Regions from separate parts of the Mus musculus genome. Here region 2 is linked to region 1. Evidence: chromatin contacts called from public Micro-C data. All regions are on one chromosome and are shown on one strand. Each heading gives the region's core, a stretch centred on a gene start, on an enhancer-like site or on the middle of the called end of the contact. The rest is flanking DNA. Distances are from core to core; before and after follow the strand shown.

What was found. A called contact is a pair of places that touch in the nucleus more often than the background predicts.
Region 2: a contact with region 1 is called in a Micro-C map of granulosa cells, with 1.8 times the contacts expected there. The contact joins two enhancer-like sites.

What each region holds. Positions count from the first base shown.
Region 1 is chr4:105,361,916-105,367,256 of GRCm38.p6, reverse strand. No RefSeq gene overlaps it. Among named protein-coding and RNA genes, the nearest start is that of Gm40217, 45 kb to the right of the region's middle. Within about 2 kb of position 2,501, at least 47 of the 459 cell types and tissues checked have an H3K27ac peak or open chromatin away from gene starts, as enhancers often do. A contact at or near this core is called in granulosa cells, where this site is marked.
Region 2 is chr4:105,703,893-105,709,233 of GRCm38.p6, reverse strand. No RefSeq gene overlaps it. Among named protein-coding and RNA genes, the nearest start is that of Gm29922, 140 kb to the left of the region's middle. Within about 2 kb of position 2,938, at least 14 of the 459 cell types and tissues checked have an H3K27ac peak or open chromatin away from gene starts, as enhancers often do. A contact at or near this core is called in granulosa cells, where this site is marked.

The sequences.
Region 1 (5,341 bases), core at 1,252-3,751:
CACCAATTAGAAGAACCCAATGTAGTATGTCCCTCAAAATATTGTGGATAGGTTAAATGACACACATTCCTAAGACTCATCGTTAAGGGCTGGCACGTGGAAGTCTGTTCATAAATGCTCGCCAAGTAGTTAACTTTCTGCTAATTCTAAGACTTTTATTTTTCTTGGCTGTCTTGGCCATTAAGTAACTTCACTTTTAATTCCTTGTCTTCTAACTGTATAATCTTTTAGGCTGTATTATTTCCTATGTCCGGGCCTTATTTTAATTTTTAGATTATTACCAAAAAAAAGTAAGTAAGCAGAGAGGCTAGAGGCAGTAAATTTCTTGTGATGCAAGCTTTAGACTCTAAATTTATTCCTAGAACCCTCATGAAAAGTCAGGCATAGTCTCGGGTACTTAATGATACCAACATCAGGGAGATGAAGACAAGTGAATCCTAGGGTTTTCTGGCCAGCCACGCCAGACTAATCAGCAAATCTCTGGCCAGTGAAAGACCCTGTCTCAAAAACACAAGATGGTGCACACCTGAGAAGCAACACTAGAGGCTGACCTCCAACCTCTACACACACATAGTCACACACACACATGCTCATCTCTGCACACATACACAAAACCTAAGTCTTAAAACGTATTGATTGTTGCTGTTCCAGGTTATGAAAGTTACATTTAAAAGATAACAAAAGAAAAAGGGAAAGGAATAAGTTCGGCGTTGTCTTTTCCCTTCTGCCCTTAGTTGAAATGCCCCACTCCAGACTCTGAAACTCCATGAACACCACTGGGATCCCAGCCCTTCCCCACCTCCCCGAAAACAACCACTACTCTTATTTCTATTTCTGTGTTTATCTTCTCCTTACTGGGTTGGGTTTTTTTTTTTTTCTGTTTTTTGTTTTGTTTTGTTTTGTTTTGTTTCACCACATGTGTTTAGTTTTGCAAGCCTATGAACTTTATATTAAAAGAATCATACTGGATGTTCTCCTATACAACTTTCTTTTTCCACTTAACATTCTGTTCTTGATGCTCGTTCTTGTTGCTGCACAAAGCCCTGCTTCGTTAATTTTTTGTTGTTGTGGTGGTGGCGCTATTCACTGTGTGACTCTTCCACAACTAATTCAGCCCCTGTAGTTTTGATGACTATTTCAGGGGTTTCCAGGGGGTTGCTAGTGTAGTCGTGCTGCTCTGAGTGTCCTCTATATGTCTTCTCTGACTTTTTCTCAGGGCCAAAGGATTTACCCATCTTTACCAGGTAAGTGAAAATTATTTCTCAAAATAATTGCGTCAGTTCCTACTTCATGCTCCTTGCATAAACGGTCCCCTTTAATTTCCTTCCCTACACTTCATTTCCTGATTTACTTTTTACTCCACCCACTTTCCTTTGGCTTGAGCTGTCCACTATGAGTTGATGACCACGGAATGTTCAAACTCGGGTCCATACCTTCTTCCCAAGCTCCAGATCCATGTATTCAATGCCTTACTTAATAATTCTTCTTGGTTGTCTTCTGGAAGCATAAGTAACATGCTATTACCTGAGCATACCTTTTTCAGTGAGCTGTGCCATCTTTATCCCATTGTCAAACAACATGGCAAAAACAGAGGGACTCTCTGATATTTCTTCCTTTCCCCTCTGTCCTCCCTTTGATTGATCCCGAAACTTCATTGTTTCTACTGCCCTAACACCTCAAAGTATCTGTTCCCTTTCTTCCATGTGCTTCTGATATTTCTAATTCTCTGTGCTCAGAGCTCACAGCACAGCTCCATGTTCTCATTCCTAGTCATGATGCTCGCCACACAAAGTAATGAGCAAGGGAAGGAACGTCTGTCAAGGGTGTAGCTCAGCACCCAGTAGAATCAAGGCTTCTAAGTGCTTGCTTAAGACACTGTATTTGTTTCAGGATGAGAACCAGCTGTCCTACTGCGATGTAACTCCACAGCAGCCTGAGCTGAGCCCTGGCAAGTCCTGGCTCTCCTTGGCACCCCACCGCTGGTTTAATGTTTAAGCCATACACATTGCTTGGTTAATCACGTGGAGACAGGTCTGGCCTATCAGGCTGGATTGCCTGGGTGACCTAAGCCTATTCTTCCAGACAGGATGACTGGTGCTGCTACATTGATGGTGGCTCTCCCAACCTTGATCTTGAGTGAGAACACAGAACGGCTCTCTGCTCCCACAGTCAAGATGAAGCATAAACACAAAGTGATTCTCTGCTCTCTCAAGCCTTTGGAATTACAACTAGAGCACTGGGGGGTACCATTCTTGCAAATACATCTGTCTTTCCATGTTCATGGCTATTGGACACAGGCAAGCAGAAAAGACCAGAGAACTTTCCAGTTCCCTTGGAGTTCATTGCTATGGAATCTGATTTTTTTTCCTTCTTTGCAACTTCCTGAATAAACTCTTATGTTGGCATAAAAATAATGGCATTTGAATACCCGACTTCAGGGCACACTGAGTTCTTTCCAGCTGGCATTAGTCGAGGTTTTTGCACTTTCTCCTAGAACACAGGCATTCTCTATCAGTACAAAGGTCAGCTGTTATCTTCTCTCCAAAGCCATCAAACCTCAAAATAGCACTGGCTGTGAGAAGGCTAATGTCTTCCTGGCACAGCCCAGTGTCAGCTTTCAAGGGCACCATTTCACAACCAACTGCCAGGGCGACATAAGTGAGACTTGTCTAATACTCAAAGATCCTACAGAAGTCTGAAGGGACCAGTCGAGCTGCTGCCATGCCATGACACTGACTGGGTGAACGAACGGAAATTAACTCTGGTTGAACACCTTCTAGCGCCAAGCATTTCATGTAGACTGTCTTGTTTAATCTTCAGAACCACCTTCTGTGTGAGATATTATTAGGCTAGCTGACAAATCATTCCAAGAAAATAAATTCAGCTTGAGTAAGTGGCTGACCAAGGTCAGAAGAGAGATTCTGGCTTAAGCCCAGAGCTTAGAACTTTCTGTAAGGTACACTTTGACTTTATCTTATGTCATTTAACTTAGTTTAAAAGGAAAAAAAGTCAAATGGAAACAACTGAGTTTTCTGAATCTAGACTCAACTATCTAACAAATACTATATCCCACTTACTCAGTGTGAAGAGCAGAAAGAGGAAATAGAATAAATAAGGTCAATAAATAACTGTTCTCAAATGGGCTTATTGTATGCAGTGGTGGGCAGTGGTAGGCAGTGGTAGGCAGTGGTAGGCAGTGGTAGGCAGTGGTGGGCAGTGGTAGGCAGTGGTAGGCAGTGGTAGGCAGTGGTAGGCAGTGGTAAGCAGTGGTAGGCAGTGGTAGGCAGTTGTGGGGCAGTGTGATGCAAGCTAAAATGGGCAGCTTAACGAAAATGTAGTGGGATTAATGCATCCATTCACTATTTCCCAGTCACTGAGAGCTGGGGATTTGGAGCCACAGAAACAGACATTGGCTTCCATGAGCTCACAGTACAGCTGTAAGAGAAACAAGGGATGTTTACCAAGCAAGGGCCTCCGGCAGAACATGTCAGTCCTCCTCATGGGTCTACAAAGACTGAACACCTGGGTGGTTCTGGAGATGAGTTCTGAAACAACATGTGACAAACAGAGGAAGAGCTTTTCCAGCCTGATGTGTAAAGGCCCAAAGGGCAGAGATGTGAATTCTGGCCTGAGGTGGGGACCAGGCAGCTGGTCTAAAAGGATGAGTAACAACAGCCCAGGTGACAGGCAGGAAGGCAGCACCAGAGGAGACAGCACAGAAGACAGCAAGGCACCAGAGTTCCTTGGAATAATCAGACAAGCAGGCTTGGCCAAGGGAATGACTGGAAAGTAAAGGTCAGGGTGCATCATGGAAGTACCAGTTTTGCAAGGCAGATTGGGCTCTTTCATATAAGCAATAGATAGCTTATATCTTCTGTCACTCTGTCTCTGTCTCTCCGTCACACACGCAGACACACACAGAGGGGGTAAGGAGAGGAAGAGAGGAGGAAGGGAGTTTAGAGATGGAAAGTCCTCAGTGTTAGCTATTGTTGTTTTAAATGACTGTAGCTTGGATGCTGTGACAAACACCACAGTCTGCGTGGCTTATAAACAATGAGAATGCATTTCTCATTGGAGGCTGGAAGTCTGGGATGGAGGTGCTAGAGCAGTAGGAGTCTGCTGAGGGCGTTCTTACTCATTTATAAAGAATCCCTTCCTTCACTGCGTCACCACAGAGTGAGTAAGAGAGGGGACAGGCAAGTTCCCATCTGTCCTCATGAGAGCACCAACTATACACACGATCCTAATAACCTCTCAAGGGCTCTGCTTTCCAATACCAAGCCTGTGGAGGCTAGGGATCTAATGAGGACTTTGAGGAGATACAGGTATTCAGTCTATATGAACTGATTTCACTAAAAAGGCATACATAAGAAATGACATGGCCACATTTGCCATTTAGAAAGCTCACCAATGCAGGCATATGGGATGCTGCTAATGAATCCTTAAGGACAGTAACTGACAGCTACCACTGACAGTAGCTATCATGTTAGGTCAGGGCCCCTAGTCTGCTCTGCCTGGTGTCTCTCACATTTAACTCACCTTCTGGGAATAGCCCCCTCTAATGAGTTGGTTTCTGACATCATATTCAGAGTTTCTGGAGGCTGGTGGTTGTATTGATCTCTGTCCTCAGCTCAGAGAAACGTACACTGTAAGAATATATAGTTCCATGTTGTGCATGCCACAATGGGCTGACCTGCAAAGCACAGCAGGGACACTTCCTCTTGGCACAATTAGTAGTTGAAAGTCCTACCCTTGCAGCCTTACCCGATTCCACGCTTATGACATCGTATACTTCAAGAGTTCCTACTGAGACCAGGGATGGTAAGGATGGAGACCATATACCCCTTGCTTCCCAGAACCATCCACATCCCAGCTTCCAGTTTCTTGGCCCTTGCCTTAAAACTGAGGACAAATGAAATTTGCAGGTCCATCTAGGAAATTACCTCAACACCCAGGTCATTTCCTCGGCGCCATTTACATTTCTAATGTATGGAGAAGCTGAGTTACATTTTCTCCCCATGTGCCCTGGGCTGCTGGTAAATCATTCTCACCCACATAAATGAATGGCAGGTGATGTCACAGCCCAATACGAGCTCCTGATGCCCCAGCTCCCCCTTCATGCTTAATGACTGGCCGGAGTTTCTTTGACTACGGCTCTTTCTTCCATGCTGACAGGTCAGCGCTTTGTAGCTCATGTCTGCCACTTGAGACTAGGCCCATTGATTTTTCAATCTCGTGGTGTTGGACTGCACATCAGACTGACACATTCCAGGTCAATCCCTTATTTGTCCAATGATTCAAGCACATTTTCCAGAGCTATTACCTGTGCTAGGGTGGGCCC
Region 2 (5,341 bases), core at 1,689-4,188, 340 kb before region 1:
ACTCTACGTCTGGGTATCCCATACTTACCCAAGTCCTCTCCTAGGGAACGGAATTGATGCAATTGTTTTTCTACAATAAGGAATATCGAAAGAATCAATTTCCTTACACATAAATCTTTGTGTTGTAGCATTGTTTGATCCTCCAGGGTAAACTCCTCCTCTCGGTAGAGTGGCTTGCTGAAGGGTGATTTTACAATACACCGTTGTTAACAGGGTGAGAGTAACCACATTTCTTGTAGCTTTTTCAGATATTGCTGCCCTGAGCTTTTTATCAATTTTATATATTAAATTACACTAGTTTGTTTTAATATACCTTATTTATAAGGATTTTGAGTATGGGTAAAATGTATGGGTATTTCTCTTTGTGTACATCTTGAATGTTTATTTGGATCATTTGAATGCATAATTTGTCCAGTTCTCTTGACTCTTTTTCTCCTGAACAGACTGGTTTGCCAAACATTACTTGTGACATTTGGGGGTGTGTGCGCATGTGTCTGTGAATGTTATATACGTGTGTGTGAGAGGGCCAGTGTGTTTGCTGAGTAATTGCATAATAGTCCTTTTCCAGCAATGTGTTTGGCTGGGTTTTCACAGCAGTCAACTCGTACATCTTCCACTGGCCTCCTTCCTGGTGCGCATGCTTGCCATGCCGTCTCAGTGCTTCTGAGTTATCCCATATGCTCTAGGACCCTAACCAGAGCTTCCTTCTGATGTTATTGCTTAGCAAGCTACCACAGGTCAGCCAAGCTTGGTCTGCCACCCAATTTTGAAAGGCCAGCGAGCTAAGAAAACATTTTAATGGCTGGGAAAGAGTAAAAGGAATAATATTTTATGGATACATGACAATTACATAAAATTCAAACCTCGGTGTCCATAAAGTTTTATTGGAGCACAGCCATGCTTGTTCATTAAGATATCGCTAAGAGTGGTTTCATGCTGTGATGTCCGAGGTGAGTCGTCACGAGACACCACATGTTCAGCAGAGCTGAAAATATTTACTAGCTGGTCCTCTTTCTATAAAGCTTGCTGATCTCTGCTATAGAATCAAAACCTCAAACGGGATAACAAAGAGCCTGACCCTGCTCTGCGAGTGTTCCACACAGCCTTACTTTTCATCTCTTTGGGGCTGTTGTTGCCATTTTTTTGGGAATCCCTTTCGCCTGCTGCTCTGAAATTGGGCATCTTTATCAGCAAGCATGGGTTTGAATCATCATTTCTTCAGTCCAGTTCCAGAATTCTTGGAGATAACTGGAATGCGAATGGTATCCCTTTTTCTTTTGGCTTCAAGACACCTTTTTAATCCCTTTAAAATTCCACTGACTATTTTAGTTGTGGTTTAAAGAGAAAGAGAACTGCACACAAGTCACCATCTCATTCCAACATAGAGCTACTTCTGAGATAATGAAAGTGGGCTTGCTGCAGAGCTCACACATCGACACTGGTGTGGATCCCCTCCCACCCCACCACAGGCAGCACTGTCTGAGAAATGTATGCAGAAATAGGAAGCAGGAAAATGATGCTCTCAAGTTCCTGTGAGAGGTTGTTTGGTGCCCGATCTTAAGCTAAGTTTATGGCACCATGTTTCAAGACAGAAAGATCATCGTTCTTACTGACTATAATATTGGTTCATATTTATAAAATGTACTTTGACGTTTTGACTCATGTTCAGAATAGTGTGTTTGAGTGACTGATTATCAACTTTCCTTCATTGTTAAGTCACTACTTAAGTGAGACAAGTGATACATTATATCTCATATCTAAAAGAGGGGGAGTAGAGACAGAATTATTAATTATTCTCTAATCAACTGAAGTCCAACAGTACCTTATTGCATTCGCAAAAAACTACGACCATGAAAACTAACATTCTACAGAAAAAAATTATAATGACTAGAAGAAAGACTCTATGTGCTCCAGCATATTGCTTATAACTGTGAACTAAGTGTGAGGAAAGACCGAGAACTGACATCATAGAGAGGATGTTTATTATCTGGTGAGAAAGAGGGGTGTCTATGTTTGCTGGGTGATAATATATCATTCAAAGAATTCATTGACGCTCATTTTGATTTTTAAAGGATTATTTTAATTACCCTTTTTAAGTTCCAAGTTAAGCAATTCTATAGAAAAGACCTCAATGTCAACTCAAAAGCATCAGCTAATTAAAGTTTGGCATTCCATGGTTAAGAATATATATCCTTTGTATGTATGCTCTAGATATTGAACGAATCATAGAATCCCCTGCTGTCTTAGAGGGAGCCTGGGTGGCTTTGTGACATGTTTACTGTACCGCCACGGAGATACCTCTCATGTGCTATATAGTTAGAGTAAACCCACTCTCGTACAGCTTCCATTTTGGTGGTTTAAACATTCTTTTATTTTACCTACCTCCCACTTTCTTCCTTTACTTTGCAGTTCTCTGTACTGTGATTTTTAAGCTACTTTATTGGGTTCTTATACCCACCACCTTTCTTCACCAGGATCCCTTCTAACCCTCCAACACTGGGCAGGTGGAAAAGAAGGTTAGAGGGACAGGGAGGTAGACCTAGAACTGTCGGAAACACAGAAACACAGATACTTACAGTATGATTCATAAAAGTAGCAAAATTACACTCATAGAGCGGCAACAAACGTGATTTTGTTGTGGGGGTCACTACAACGTGAGGACCTGTATTAAAGGGGGGCGCAGCATCAGGAAGACTGAGGACCACTAAACCCCAGTTAGAATTAGTTTAAGCCGTATGTGAATGCCTGGGGAAGGGAGATGAAGGTTTTTCAAATTTTACAAGCAACAGAAGCATAGTTTCATGAAAAGTTTAAAAAAAGAGAGAGAGAGAGGCTTCTGAGGTCAAGTAAAACATTGGGTTTTAAACAAACTTAAACACATTCTTGAAGGATATTTCAAATCCTTGATCGTGGCATCATGGATTGTGAAACACACACAGTTGCATAATGTGATCTGGCAGCAAGAGTCTTTCTTCCTCAGAGCCTAAAGGGATGACTAGAGAAGGCTCCTCCAAATGTCTGCATTATTCCCGTGGCTCTCTTTCCTCCTGAAGAAAGTTAATGAAGTGATCCGTTAGTTCTTCTGAAAGGAATCGTGAGCTATCTCTGACCCTTTGTCCTCCAAATTCAACATGCAGTCCTGGGAGCTCATTAAACCTTAACCAAAGACACTGATCTCGTGGTTTTTCTGTTCGTTTTATCTGGGCCAAATCCCTGTACCAGACTCAAGGTCTAATGGATAAGAACAAATAATATTATTAAAGACAACACAGTAGCCATTATTCATCTGCTTCATAAATGTGCTTCTTAACCTTTGCTTAGTCCGCCCGCCTCCCCCCCCCCCCGCCCCCAGCTTAACCACAACAGGACAGTGAGTCCCTAGCATTTTACCTGCAAGACAGTGAGCTGCTTCCTCCTTCCCTGCTCGTTGATGCAACAAGTATTTATTAAAGATCGACTGAATGTGACCAGTGTTTTAGGTGCTTGAGATATATCACTCAACAAAGACCATGTTTGTAGCATTTCTCCTCCAGCTGGAGGAGACCAGTGGACAAAACAAAGATCAACATAGACATGAGTAAAGAGTTGAGTCAGTAAGTGTGTACACTACTGGAAAAAAAAACCAGACTGGCAGTGGAAAAGAAGCGTATGTACAGTCTGAGGAATTGTGTGGTGTGTACCCTGATGAAATACAGGTACTGCTTCTGTCTGGAGAGGCAAAAATGCAGTTTTAATGTATTTTAGCCAATGGCAGGGCCAATTTTAGTCTGCTACAACATGTTGGTCAACTTTCCTTGGGCAATTAACTTTAAAAAGGGAGAGTTTTATCTCAGTTCGAAGTTTGATGATTGCTCTCTGTGATTACGTGGCCTCCTTTGGGCCTCTTGTTTGGACTGCACACTGTGGAAACGTGTGTGAGAAGCACAAATGGTCAGGCCAGCAGCAACAGAGCAGAGGAAGAAAGGACGGAGGCCCCTGTCCTGTTTAGCTTCCTTCTCAACATGATACAAACAAGAGAGAACCATCTGGGAAAAGAGATCCTCAACTGAAAAACTACTCCTTCATCATAGTGCTGTATCACACACACACACACACACACACACACACACACACACACACACACACACAGAGAGAGAGAGAGAGAGAGAGAGAGAGAGAGAGAGAGAATGAGATTTGTTGGAATCTAGGTGAATGGCCGCTTTAGGAGGATGATTGGCAGACAATTGCTTCAAAAGTGATCAATATCAATAGCATGAATGTGGTGATGGTGGTGGTTAGGGGCAGGGAACTGAAGTTATTTTCCACCAGGGTTAATCTTTCCCTGGAGTAGAAAGAGAGGGAGAGGGGGAGAGGGAGAGGGGGAGAGGGGGAGAGGGGGACAGGGGGAGAGGGGGACAGGGGGAGAGGGGAAGAGGGGGAGAGAGATCACTATAGGTAAGTGGATTGTTCTCTGCTGACTCGTGGGTGGTCAGCTAGCATTATTGTTAATTTGTGGAACCTTGGTCTGGTCTGACAACAGAATAGAAAACATCTCTGGTTGTAGGAAGGAGTTATTGCCCTAGAAATGGAATTTCAGAAGGGTATCTGTGTAGACGGAAGTTGAGGGAGAAAGTGGGTCTCAGAGTTTTCCAGGTAGGTGGCCAACTTGCAAGCGTCTGTTGCCACCGGTCATGAAGATCACTGCTCTGTCAGTGTCTGCTTCTCGGGACAGTACAGCTCTAAAAACCACAGATCCCACATGCTTAGCACGGAGCCCATGGCTGTGCAGCAGGAAGGGCGTGTCAAGGTTGAGCTGGGAAGATGCCGATTGGCTTCTTTCTGTTCCGCGGTAGCCCAAACCTGAGAGCTTCTCTTTGGAGACTGGAAGCTCCTCTTCTAGTTCTGAAAGTCAACCCTGCAATTTGAAAATGTTCTCAAAGCTTTCCTCAAAATGAAAATATTTGTTCAAATCCTCAGAATGCAATAAGAAAATATCCTTCTAGCAAAAGCAATGACTTAGCATTTCGGGCTTGGCACGAACAATAGGGAAACACTGCAATGGGAATCGCACAGCCTGCCTTTCTATTGGCTGGAGCTTGCTTCTAAGGATTAAATCGCCTTATGAACTTGGCTCACCTTCTGGATGGTTCTTGGATAGTATTCCCAAGAGTTCACATTTTTCTCTGCCCTAATTTACTGGGAGAGTCTTAAAGAGACACAGGGTATCATACCTCAGAGACTGAAGCCCACAATGCCCTTGTTTTTGAGAAAGGTAACTGAGGCCGGAGAGGTACTAGGATTTCTCCCTAAGGCCACGAGGATTAGTGCCAGCAGGAGAGATAAACTCCAGACTCCTGTCTCC